2 separate regions of the Mus musculus genome follow, and region 2 is linked to region 1. The links are chromatin contacts, called in public promoter capture Hi-C maps. All regions are on one chromosome and are shown on one strand. The core of a region is the stretch at or near the end of the contact, and the rest is flanking DNA. Distances in the headings are between cores, read along the strand shown. Region 1 holds the start of Rbm3os (RNA binding motif protein 3, opposite strand). Region 2 holds the start of Rbm10 (RNA binding motif protein 10).

Region 1 (6,295 bases), core at 112-2,611:
AGGCTGAGGCAAAAGTTTTATGAGTTCCAGGGTGACCTGAGCATACAGTGAGGGACAGACCACAGGGTGAGAAATATTAGAACAACAAAAAGTATTCAACTAAAGATAACTACTTACAAATTTAATAAAAATCCATGAAAATCACTGAGAAATGTGGGAATAAGCTTACCAGGAATTACAGATGAATGGCATCCAAAGGGTAGCAAATCGATTTGTGGTGGGGTTGGTGGAGGAGTGGGAGGCAGGCCTTTACAATGTTGAACAAATTTATTCTAGGAGTCAACAATGTAGAGTTCCTGGAGGCAAACAAGTTATTAGGCACTGAAGGCTGGGAAAGATCACATCGTCAGGCAGTGGACTTAGACACTACTTGCTATGGATTTCATTATGTACTGCAAAAGTTCATCCTTTCGATCAAGACCCAGTATCCCGAATAGAGAGTAAAATTCGTTTAGTGGATTGAGATTTGCATCCTTTGAAGCTAGGCTACCTGGCTTGCTGAACGCATTATCAGGCGTAAAGAGACTGTCAGATAAGGATGCAAACTTAAGTCAGAGGATGACACCAAGGGAAGGAGTCCGCTAACACACAGCTATATGTTAGGAGGAGGGGCTAAGCATTCGGAAATGTAAGGTTTGACAGGAAGAACTCTGAAGGCCTCGGGGCCTTAAGGGATATGCAGTTAAAGGTCTAAAAAGAAAAGATTGGTTTCTGAGGACGGCAGTTCGCTGGCACCGACCTACTGTCAGTTAGGACTTCCTATGGAAAGGGAGAGATGACGTCAAAAACACTGAAAATGACGTCAGGGAGGAAAAGGCTCTATGGATCCAACCGTTTGAGATGGAAAGGGGGCCAGTCTCTCGGGCAGAAAGGAGATGCTTATAGGAGAACGCACTGAACTCATAAAGCTCCTCTCGATTCCCGGAAGCGGCGAGGCAAATTGCTGCCTCCGCCTTCCTCGTCCTCTTCCCAACCCCCCCCCCCCGCTGGCCTCAACCAATGAGCACGCACGCCAGGGCGCGCTGGGGGACGTTGTGTGACGTCTCGGCTACGCACGCTTTATCAGGCGTCTTCCCGCGCCGCAGTCTCTCTGTTCTCCCGGTTCCTTCGAGCTCGTCGTCTCTGCCGTCCTCTGACTTTTAATTTCCAGGTAAGCGCCTTCGCCTTGCTCAGCGCTCGTTCCCCACCTCACTTCCTTGCCCTCTATGGGCGAGGGACGAGGGCAGGAAGAGTTGTGGCCGCTGATATGTGGGCTTGAGCTTTGAGGAGGGTTAGTCCCAGGCTCGAAGGCAAAAATGTATTCATTGTGAGGCGGGCGTGCTGCATCGGAACGGGAGAAATGCCGGAAGGCACGGGCTCGGGCGGCGGCGGGGACCACGCGCCAACCTGTACCGGCTGTCCCTTCCCACGTGACCGCCGCCATCTTGTTCTGCGGGGAAAGAGGAAATGCAATGCTGCTGTAGGCCTGCGCGACCGTACAAAATGACGGGCGTGGCAGCCTGGGATGTTGTGGGCATGCGCGATAGGAGTCATCAAATGGCGGATGGGCTCACCCAGCCTTGCTGGTTCCCGCCTTTTCTGCTCCCGAGCCTCTTGCCATTTGAATTGTCTCTTTTAACCCATTTTCTGTCTTCGCTGTAATTCTCTGTATCCGGATATTGTACACCTCACTACCTGCCACATTGACTCCCCAATAATTCGTGCACTCCCTTTAGGACTTGCCTTCTGCCATGTCGTCTGAAGAAGGGAAACTCTTCGTAGGAGGGCTCAACTTCAACACCGATGAACAGGCACTTGAAGACCACTTCAGCAGCTTTGGGCCTATCTCTGAGGGTGAGCCATGGACCAGCCCCGGGGTTGAGGGTTGGTGGAGAAGAGCTAGTCTAGAACTAAAACCTGAAATTCTCTTTAACTTCCATGTCTGTACGGTAACGGTTAGGCTGAAATAAATTCAGTTGGATACAGGATTTTTTTTTTTTTAAACAGGAGCGGGGGGGTTGGCGGGGTCCTAATTCTCCCAAGTGCTATTTGATCTGTGGCTGTGCCTGGCTATTACTTTCTACTTAGATGTTAGGGTTCTAACATTTGTCTTTCTGCCCCTCCCCCAGTGGTTGTTGTCAAGGACCGGGAGACTCAAAGATCCCGGGGTTTTGGCTTCATCACCTTCACAAACCCAGAGCATGCCTCAGATGCGATGAGAGCTATGAATGGAGAGGTGAGGCCTCCTGCCTGCACAGGGGCCGTCTCCCTGTCTGCCACTTTCTTCGTTCTTTCTGTTTTCCCTCTATGTCTGCCAGGGGCAGCGTGGCCACTCACAGGAGCATGACTGCCTTCTGTTCTAGGGGGTGGAGGGCAGCGGCAGACAGAGCCGGGCTGCCTGGGAGGCGACGACTGGTCCTGCATGAGGCGGAGAAGCCACCTGTGGATGGTTGACCTGCTCTGGGCTTAGGTAGTAGAGTCTGCAGAGCTGTGGGCCTGGCAGAGGACCGGAGAGGACCTCGTGAGTCTGCTGGGATGGACTCTGAAGCCTCAGACCGAGAGAGGTGTCTAGCCCTAATAGTCGGGCAGCTTAGAGGAGTGGGGAGGATACGTCAGCCTGAGTTCAGTCAAGATGTAAGTAGTAGCAGGGGAGACCGGTGGATTCAGGTCTTTTTGTGGGATTCCATAGCTCCTGGTGAAGCCATTCTGGTCAGCGGAGCTTGGCTTGGACGAGGCACCCAGAATTTGGTGCCCAGCAGGAATTTCTGGGCTCTTGCCTACACCTACCTGCCTGTGCCCATTCTTCCCTCATCCCTACTGTGACTGACAATTCCTTGTGTCTGTCTCCTTCCCATACCTAGTCCCTGGATGGGCGCCAAATCCGAGTTGATCATGCAGGAAAGTCTGCCAGGGGATCCAGAGGGGGTGCCTTTGGTGGGCGTGGTCGCAGTTACTCTAGAGGTAAGTGCAGTCATGGTTTGATTATGAGATTAAGTAGCGCTATTTAATGTTAAGAGCCTATGTCTGAACAGCTACTATTTGAATATTTTTCTGTAGGTGGTGGAGACCAGGGATATGGAAGTGGAAGATATGACAGTCGTCCTGGAGGATATGGATATGGGTATGGGCGGTCTAGAGACTACAGTGGCAGGTGGGTATTGAGAGGTTGGGATAGTCAGGTACCAGTGTTTTTAAATCTAGTTTATGCTGAAAATGGGAATTTTACATAGTGCTCATATTTTATGTATCCTGTTTATTATACATTTTTTAAGAGTATTATGTGGCTTGGATATATCAAAGGTCAATTGCCCGTGCCCACCATGTACCAATCTCAAGAATACAGTCTCCATCACCTGAAAACTGACTAACATTTCTATTGTGAATCTGCTATTATGAAACATGACATGTATAGTTTTTAGTGTTTAATGTCTACAATGTAGAATACATTCTTGTAAAACAATATCGCTTTTTCCCAGAAGCCAGGGTGGCTATGACCGCTACTCAGGAGGAAATTACAGAGACAATTATGACAACTGAGATGGGGCATGCACACAAAATGTAGGTGAGACCTGAAGATTGGCATTGCGTCAACCTGTTATCATCAGACCCTCTTCTCCCTTTTGCTTTTCTTCTCGCCACACTGCCCTTTATCTCTGCTGCCTTGATGCCTAACCCAGCCACTTGGGTGCTCTTGCTGTTACATGCATGCCAGAGCTAGTTGAAGGGGGGGCGGAGGCGGGGCATGGTAGAAATAAAAGAGGTGGTATGCTGCATCTTTATCAACTCTGGGAGGTAAGCGTGTTATCAGTCTGTTTCTTCCTGACATCAAAATTCTACCTCTTACTATTCTCAGATACACAAGGAATAACACTTCTGATCCAGGATCGTCCTTGCAAATTGCTGTATTTATAAAGATTTTTGGAGCTGCGCTGAAACGTCTGTTTTAGTACATCAAGTTCTATTTTTGAATTGAGCTCCCAAGGTAGTTTGTTAAAGAACTTTTAGAAAGCTCCATGTGTTCTTTAAACATTTTTTCCCTTTTAAAAACAAATTTTAAGACATTTGTTACAGTCCCAATATTTTTCCTTTTATCAGAATTTTTGTTTAGGCACTCAGGATTATTGTTTCTGGCCAAAAGAAAAAAGTGGCCAGGCTAAATCAGTTTTTAAAGTTGATGTGTATTTAGGGACATTTTAAAACCTTGTAAACAATGTTTATCATGGCCAGAAAGTGATTTCTGAATGTACCTATGAACAATCCGAGTCAAGATCATGATTGCTTAGAGATGTTTTTTATTAAAGATCACCATCCTGATTATATAGAAGAGCTTCTTTAAAATGTTTGTGAATGTCATTTTTTAATACTGGAAGAAAAGTATTCTGTTGTGTCTGATGTGTTTAGGATGTCCTTTATGGAGCTAATTAAAAGATGAAACCTGAACACAAATCAATACTGATAATGCTTTTTCCTTATTCAAACCCAGTTTACAATTTAGAGCGAGAGGCAAGTCAGGAAGATGAAGCTTGGAAAACATACTGGGATGGATGGGCAGGAACTGTCAGAAGGGTTGAGGCTTGAATTTGAAGTTAGTTTGGGTATATGGTGAGACATGAAATGTGATGGATACAGATGAAAGTCAGTCCCCTTCTGACTAGAATTGGGTTTTCTGAAATTGTTTCTTGGTTCTTTTCACAACTATTACTTTAAGTTTGCTTTTCTGGGTACAAGGTAGATGGATATCCTCCTTGCAAGATTGTTCTGAGAAGATAAGTGCCTTAATCTCATAACATGGGCAGTAAACTTATACACAGAGTAGTGCACTTTTCTTTTTTAAAGATTTATTTATTATTATATATAAGTACAATATGCTACAGATTCAGGCATCAGATCTCATTATGGGTGGTTGTGAGCCACCATGTGGTTGCTGGGATTTGAACTCATGACCTTCGGAAGAGCAAGTTGGTGCTCTTACTCACTGAGCCATCTCGCCAGCCCCATAGTGCACTTTTCTTAATGGGGACTGGAGTGGTGGTATATGCTATATGTCAGACATAAAGGAAACTTTACTAAAAAATGGGGATTAAGGTAGTTCAGACTGGATTCAGGTTCCTGAATTCAAATGTAGGCACTATACCCTGCTCTTTGACCTTTAACTTCTGCTTTCCTTAGCATAGTGTTCCACATGTGGGGAGGAGAGTCAAATGTATAAGTACAGAAACCCACTGAGAACAGTTGGTAAACTTTCTGTCAGGAAATTGTCTTAAGTGAGAAGCCCATGGTCGCCCTTGAAAAATGGGGGAAGGGGCTATCATTAGCTGCTCAGTTTTGCTTAAAGGTGAAGGTTCTAGTATGTGTCTTTGAATCCCATGGGTGATAGTCCTTCTTCGTTCTTCCCAGTTAGAATGGAGTTGTCTAGGTTTTCACCTGGCCAGCATTGAGCATTTACCACCAGGCTGCAGTTTTGAGAACATTCATTACTCTAACCAGTTTGCTTCATCCTTGGGACATGGAGGCTCGGCATGGAGTCACCCAACTAGCAGGGACAGACCCCGAGGCTCCTCCTTTCTCCCACCCAAATGGTCATGAATTTGCTTTGGCAGGTGGATGAAGACTCAGGAACTTCCCAGAATACTGCCTCAACCAATGAGCCAGGCCCAGGTTATGGGGCACTGGGGCTAAGCCTACCAGGTGGGTACTTGGTCAGAGGAAGGAAGCATTCTATGCTGGGCCTTTGGGGAACTGGCAGAACCACATGCTGCCCTAAAGGTAGGTCAGGGGTGGGGAGGAAGGAAAGCCAGTGTCACTTGAGGTGGTAGTTCATCATCAACCACAAAATGACAAGAGTTGGATGGTTTTCTAGCTGTGTGTGTATATGTATGTGTATAGCAGCAACAAAGAACAAAAATAGTAGCCTCATATTTCTGTAACAATTGTTCTACTTTCCAGATAGATAACTGGAGGTATATTGTAATAATTAGCTTTGCCTTGGTGCTAATTATTGCCAGGGAAAGGGCCCAGGAGGTCCACTGCAAAGCTTTATGGTCATGCAGACATTAGTAAAACTCAAATTTGAGGTCCAAAGCTCCCCAAACACCCAGTGAGAGATTAAAGGTAGAGCCACAACAGCGGACACCATAGGCAGATCACCTTAGTGCTACAATTAAAGGATTGCGATGTCCTTGGGCTTGCTGCATGCTAGGTTAGCAGTTTTCTATCAAGATATACTCCAGCCTCCAAAACTCAGGTTTTAGGCCCTGTTTCCAGGCTTTCTCAGTTTTAGCATTTAAAATGAGAACTGCTTTTTCAGTGGATTTTA
Region 2 (6,687 bases), core at 3,481-5,980, about 12 Mb before region 1:
ATAAATAAATCTTTAAAAAGAAGTCTTTATTTGGCAACAAATTTCAAAGCATAACTACTTGAAGCTCAATCACACATTACTTATAGTGATACTTATTACTTATACTTATGGTCTACAATCAAATCTTTCCCAAAGGGAGTACTGTATTGACCCTAACGCCTGCCTTTCAAAAGACAGTTTTAAAAGGAAGTCAATGCCAGCCATGATAGCATATGCTAGTCCCATACCTGGAAGGTTGAGATGGGGTAGGGGAGACATAGACTACACAGTGAAACGTTATCTCAAAAATAAGTAAATATGGTTGGAGAGGTGGCTTAGCAGTTAAGAATACTGGACTGCTCTTTCAGAGAACAGGTTTGATTTCTCGCGTCTACATGGTGGCTCACTCAAAACTATCCATCCGTAACTCCAGTTCCAGGGGATCCAATGGTAGGTACCAATAACATGTGTGATGCAAAGACATTCATTCAAATACATAAAATAAAATAAGTAAGTAAAATGGCATCTATAAGCTGGGTCCAGTGGCATAGATAGGCCTGTAAACCTAGATACTCAAGAAACTGATGTAGGACAGTTGCAAATCTGGTCTGGGCTACAGATCAAGTACAAGAACAACCTGGAAAATGGAGAGTCTATCTCCGAGCAAAATGTAAAGGTACAGAGTAGCAGAGCACTTGCTCACAAGGGTACAGCACTTGCTGAGTAGTGCAAGCCCTAGGTTTAACCTCTAGGACCTTGCTCCTTGGGCCAACAAAGACATTCCCAAACCTGCTTTCTCTCCAGTGTTTTATACGTTTATTGACTGCTTTTTCAAGCTGGGATCTCAAGTAGCACAAGTGGACTTTGAATTCCTGATCCTCCTGCCTCCACCTCCAAATGCCAGGATTACAAGTACCATGTCCAGCAAATTTATTATGACTTTTCTGTAAGAGTTTGGTTTGCCTTTCTGGGCGCCTTTTTTTTTTTTTTTTTTGGTTTTTTGAGACAGGGTTTTTCTGTAGCCCTGGCTGTCCTGGAACTCACTCTGTAGAGCAGGCTGGCCTTGAACTCAGAAATCTGCCTGCCTCTGGGATCAAAGTGCTGGGATTAAAGGCGTGCGCCACCACTGCCCGGCTTTTTATTCCCCCTGGGCTCTCTTAAAATATGGTAGCTAAGTCGCTGATTTCAGAATCACCTGGGGCAGGAATCTACCAGAGTGCTAAAGGATCTTATACTTACACTCAATGTTTCTAAATTTTACCAAGTATACTACTTTTTTTTTTATCAGAGCTGAAGAGCAAAACACAACTAGCTGAAAAGCAAAACAAAACTATATATACCATGAGATGTCACACCCCGTTTTCTCAGCTACTAAGGAAGATGAAGTAGAACTGGAGCTCAAGATTTTGAGACCAACTTAGTTAACAGAACAAGATCCATCTCAAAACCAAACCAAAGCACTTTGTGTATAAACTGGGTGTGGTGGAACACCTGTCACCCCAGGTCTTAGGAAAACCACAAGTTGGCCAGTATGGACTATAAAGAGAAACTGTCTCAAGACAAAAAAAAAAAAAAAAAAGAAAAGCAGGCCTGGAAGATGCCTTAATCAGTAAACTTCTTGTGGTATATGAGGGCATAAGCTTGATTATCCAGTGTCCATATAAAAACACCAGGTGTAGCACATGCCTTCAATCCCAGTGATGAAGAGGTAGAAAAAAAGAGACTCCCTCAGGCTTGCTGGCCAGCCAGTATAGCTAAATCTGTGAGCTCTGGGTTCAATGAAAGACCCAGTCTCAAAAACTAAGATGGAGGAGCAATTGGGTGGACACCTGGCACCACTCTCTGGCCTCCACACCCATATTAACAAAAACCCCACCTTCACGTCCAGTCATGGTACTCATCAGGCTGTTTGGTATCACCTGTAAACTATGTGCTCTTCCATGTAATGCTATACATAGCAAGACAGTCTCTTACAGGGGAGACCTACAGTCATTGTGTCATTCACCTGTGCATTCTCAGAGCACAGATGCACATGTGCTGAAAAGAGTCCATTTCTTTGCTGTGTTGTTTCTCCTGCCTAGAGCGCCCTTCATCCTAAACCAGTGCTCACACTGGGAGGGGAGGGAGGGGATAACTCACCGTCTTTCATACTCCATGTCCTGATAGGAGTTTTAGGGGCTGCTGGGGCCCCTCCTCAGTAGCTGGCTCCTTTCACTTCTCAGCCACCCCTGTTGCTGCCAGCATGATCTGCCCGTCTGGGTGATACCTCCTGCAGAGACTCTACAGAGAATGGAAGGAAGAAAGGGGTCAAGGCAGTTGGAGCAGAGAGGGCCTCCTTGAGGAGACAGTCATTGTCAAGATTCCCTACTGTCCTATAACCCAAGGACATTGTTTTCCATTTCCTCGTGCTTCCGTGCAACAGTTCAGGAAGACAACCCCTACTTGGCTCTCTCTCCTTTTCTTCCCCCATATTCCACTACCCTAGAAAATAGCAAAGCCCTCATCAAACAAAGATATCTCATAAAGATTTGGTGGGGCCACAGGCTATTTATGACCAAGGTTTTGCATTCTTAGACTGGTAGACAAATGTAAGCCCATGGCTGGTTGCTGGGAAGGGAAGGGCAAGTGCTAAATGATTTGCCTAGATTAGGCACATTAGTCACAAAAATAAGACTTTTACAATAATTGGATGGGGTATAGTTGAGGGTAGAACACTTGCCCAGCACATTCAAGGCCCTGAGGTCCCATCACAAAAACTAGCAAAACTCCAAAAGACAATACAGTAGCAAAAGACTTCACAACAGAAGGAATCTCAGACTCCTTTCCATGGGTCAGGGTATTATTTCAACCTCCCAACAAGATGCCAACTATACCCCCAACAAGGCAGTCAGAAACCCTGAAAGGCTTTTGGAGGGGGGAGGCGGCTAACATGGCAACAAGACAGCTGCCACCTCCCTGGGCTTTTTGGCCAACACAGCTCTGATCCTCAACACAGCAAGTAGTTCCGCCCTAATGTGCAGCCAGGTCCCCAGGTGAATCTCTCCCCAGGGAGCTTAGGCTAAGCTTTCCAGAGGCAAAAGGGGCCTCTTTCCCAAGTGGTTCCAAAACATCTTGTTCTACTGAGTGACAGGGACAGCTACTTCATCCAACTTTTGGGACTGCCTTGAGAAGTACAAGATCTGAGAGTGTCATGACCCAACCAGAGATCAAAATTACCCCTGAATCTTTAGCTGCCACCCATTTGTACAGGAACCAAGTAAAGCTAGGCGGGTATAGTACTTGCCCAACGGTAGGTTGCCACAACACCTTTTCTCTTAAGTACCTATTTTCTCTTCCAACTCAAGGATCAGTTAACTTCCCCCAGATGGGGAAAAGAATCACAGGCAGGAACCCCAGTGGATGAGAACCTGACACAAAATGCTCAATGGCAAAAGAATGAGTCTAATTTTGTTGCATACACAGCACAGAAAAGAAACAAAGTTACAGACAAGCCCCCAAAATAGCCAAGGGCCAGGATCACAGGATACCTATAAGAGACACAATTAAACGGATTTCCCTTTGAATATATAGACCTCACTGTTACAGATACAACTCCCAAAAGAAGAAACGCCGGATATATATATTCTCTGCACCCCCTCCCCAAACTAACTAAGTTGGGGTCGATCAGTAACAAGCCTGCTTCCTGATAAGGATCAGAGGTCAGATACAGACCCCAAGGATAAAAACCATATTCACTTTCTTTCTCCGCGCTTGTCACCCTCATTCCCACCACATAAATGAATAGAGGCCGCAGCCAGAGTATTTCCCCGTGGATAGTTAAGTAACAAGGGCAGTCAGCACAACCCTCCTCTAAGAACACCCCCCGCAAAGTCGCAAACACGCGCGTTTCAAAAGATAAAAAGTTCGGTGGGCAAATACAGTAAGTCACAGTACCCCACTCCCATCTGTCTCTCCCTTCCCCCAACCCGCGTGCACCCATCCCGCGTCCCAATCGCGCACGCGCTTTTGCTTTCATAAGAAAAAAGCTGGGGTGGGGGACCATACCCCCTCTTCAGGTGCAGGCTGTGCAGGCATCCCTCAGCTCTGTGCGAACTCCGAGGGTACAGTCCGTCCCCGCGCCTCTTCTATGCACACCGGCCCTCTCCCCCTCCCACGCGCCCAGCTCCTTTACCTCCGATCCCACGACCCGCAACGGCGCTCACCTTCTCGGCCCGGGCTGTCAAGGGAGGGCTCCCAGGCATCACCTCCGCCCGCCACCACCTCCTTCAGAACTGTTAGTTCAAATGGGAGCCAATGCATGCAACTACCAAGTCCAAGACTGGGAGCAAAAAGGAGGAAAGGGGGAGGGGAGACGCGACCGACGCGTTGCCCTCCCAAGGAAACTCGGTGCCACCTCCTCCTAGCCGGCCACAGTCACCAACACAAAATGGCGACGAGAAGAGAGCCGGCGATCCGACCACCATCCACCTACTAAGGGAGCGCGCTCTGGCCGGCCTTGACGATTGGTTGCCGGTCACCATTGGCTGGCCCTGGCATTCTCTGATTGGCAAGCATATGCTACCTCCCCATTCCCTGTGAGAACGGCCCAGGAGTCCAGAAAAAAGAGTAGCTATTGGCTACCCCTAAGAGGCCCGCTCTTTAGAAGCTTGCTGTCCTTTGAAGTTGAAAGACAACTAGAAGCTCCACCTCTTTCCCTACAGGGCCATCTAGATGTCACCGCTTTCTTCTTACGAAGAAAATGAACAGACCTCTCAAAAACAACTCTCTCCCAGACTAACAGAAATGATAACGTTGATTCGGTAGCGACACGGCGTGGGAGGCAAAATAGAGTCCGCACCTCGCCGAACTCGTAAACAAACTTAGGCCGGGGATCTATTTAGCAAGGTAAGGGCGGAGCGACAAAAATCGCGCTGGGATCAACCGCAGCTGCGCACATTGTATTTCCGTCTCCCTCCCCCCCCCCGCCCCCCAGGACTCCGCAGTACAAGCTGTCATGGCGGCCCGACTGTTAAGCTTGTATGGTCGCTGCCTGTCAGCAGCGGGGGCGATGAGAGGGCTCCCGGCTGCTCGCGTTCGCTGGGAGTCCTCCAGGGCTGTAATCGCCCCATCCGGTGTGGAGAAAAAGCGGCAACGAGAACCGACCATGCAGTGGCAGGAGGACCCAGAACCCGAGGACGAAAACGTCTACGCGAAGGTGAGAGGGAGGGGGGAAAACGGGACGCTGTAGGGGCCAATCTGGACCAGGGAAACCAGTGTCAAAGCGGACATTCTCCGGCCCGAGATTTGAGCAGTGGACAAAATCTTCGAATATTCAGAAATTTTGCCTAGCTTGTTTTTCTCTTTCGTTGCCTTATTTGCAGTCAGAAATCACACTGAAAGAGGGCAGCACCCAAAGCATGTTAGAAACTTTATAATTAGGGTAATACTAAACTCTAAGGTAACACGTGCATAATGCCAGGCTGTGCTAGACACTTTGTATCTATTTACTCATCTCAATTCTAAAGTAGCGTGATTTTGAAGTAGGCACTATAACTGTTACTGAAGTAGGCACTGTAACTGTTACAGTGACATAGATGAGGATACTAAAACACAAGTTGCTAGCCCAAGATCACAGCTTGAGTAGGTCATGGAGCTGATTATTTGCATTCAGGACTGAATTCCTGTGCTTTATGGAGAGCAGAGATTCTGGAGTCAGACATCTTGGGTTGAAAATTATTCACTTGTATGACCTTGGACAAGTAATTTAATCTCTTGGTGCCTCGGTTTCTTTGTAAAGTGAGAAAAGTACTAGGAAAGCTAAGAAAAACACACCTGCTTCATATGAGTCAGAATGGTCACTGCAGCTCTTACCACTTACTTCAGAAGTACTCCAAATTAGAAGGTGTTTATTATTGCCATTTCCACTCTACTGAGGATATTGTGAGGTTTGTGTTTTTGAAAAGGCCTAGTATATTCAACATTAACATCTGATTGAAGATCTTAAATTATTATAGGGTCCTATAGAATAAGTGGACCCATAGGAAATTGCCAATATCCAAACATTTTTTTAATCTTTATAAATAGCACTTTCCAAGGATGAAACTTAACAGACAGGGTGAGCACTCCCAAACAAGTACGTGAGGCCAATTATTCATTTGGAAAGAAAGTCAAAATCTTGGATGGGGAGATGGTGATGAATTCAGTGGTGATTAGATTTGGAAGAAGAGCTTTCTAGGCCTCGAGAGCAGCAAATGTCACAGCCCTGTGGTGGGAAGGAATTTCACGTATCCTAAAAGTAGAGAAAGGATTTTAATCAGGGATAAGAGATTGGTTAGAGATTGGAGGGCGGATTAGAGACCAGGTCATGCAAGGCCAGGATATAACTTTATGGAGCAGCAAGAAGCCCTAATTGACCTCTCCTTCTCCTCAGAACCCTGACTTTCATGGTTATGATAGTGACCCTGTGGTGGACGTCTGGAATATGCGAGCTGTCTTCTTCTTTGGTTTTTCCATCGTCCTGGTCTTTGGGACCACCTTCGTGGCTTATGTGCCTGATTACAGGTATAGGGGTTTTCTAAGAAAGTTGAGTGGGAAGGGGCAGAGGCAAAGGTAGAGGTTGGAGGAGTCTCTGGCCAGAATTCTTACCCTGTACTGGTGGGGGATAGGGTGCTAAAGTTGGGAACTTCTGTCTAGTAAGGTTCCCTCACATCATAACCCACTTGTTGCTTT

The links. Promoter capture Hi-C pulls out the DNA fragments that hold promoters and counts their contacts.
Region 2: a contact with region 1 is called in a promoter capture Hi-C map of cranial neural crest. The contact joins the promoter of Rbm10 here to the promoter of Rbm3os in region 1. A contact is called at or near these places in 1 of 39 promoter capture datasets (cranial neural crest) and 1 of 484 Hi-C or Micro-C datasets (B cells).

Annotation. Positions count from the first base shown.
Region 1 is chrX:8,140,493-8,146,787 of GRCm38.p6, reverse strand. It overlaps Rbm3os (RNA binding motif protein 3, opposite strand), which reads right to left and starts at 1,361. Exons shown (of 3, transcript NR_033561.1): 1 at 1,057-1,361; 2 at 170-296. Rbm3 (RNA binding motif (RNP1, RRM) protein 3) reads left to right here and starts at 908. Exons shown (of 7, transcript NM_001166410.2): 1 at 908-1,150; 2 at 1,716-1,833; 3 at 2,109-2,215; 4 at 2,841-2,940; 5 at 3,037-3,130; 6 at 3,459-3,537; 7 at 3,833-4,432. The coding sequence starts at 1,731. The coding sequence ends at 3,516.
Region 2 is chrX:20,615,546-20,622,232 of GRCm38.p6, reverse strand. Rbm10 (RNA binding motif protein 10) reads right to left here and starts at 4,730. Exons shown (of 24, transcript NM_145627.3): 1 at 4,182-4,730; 2 at 2,119-2,259. The coding sequence starts at 2,135. Ndufb11 (NADH:ubiquinone oxidoreductase subunit B11) reads left to right here and starts at 4,614. Exons shown (of 3, transcript NM_019435.5): 1 at 4,614-5,173; 2 at 6,389-6,519. The coding sequence starts at 4,973.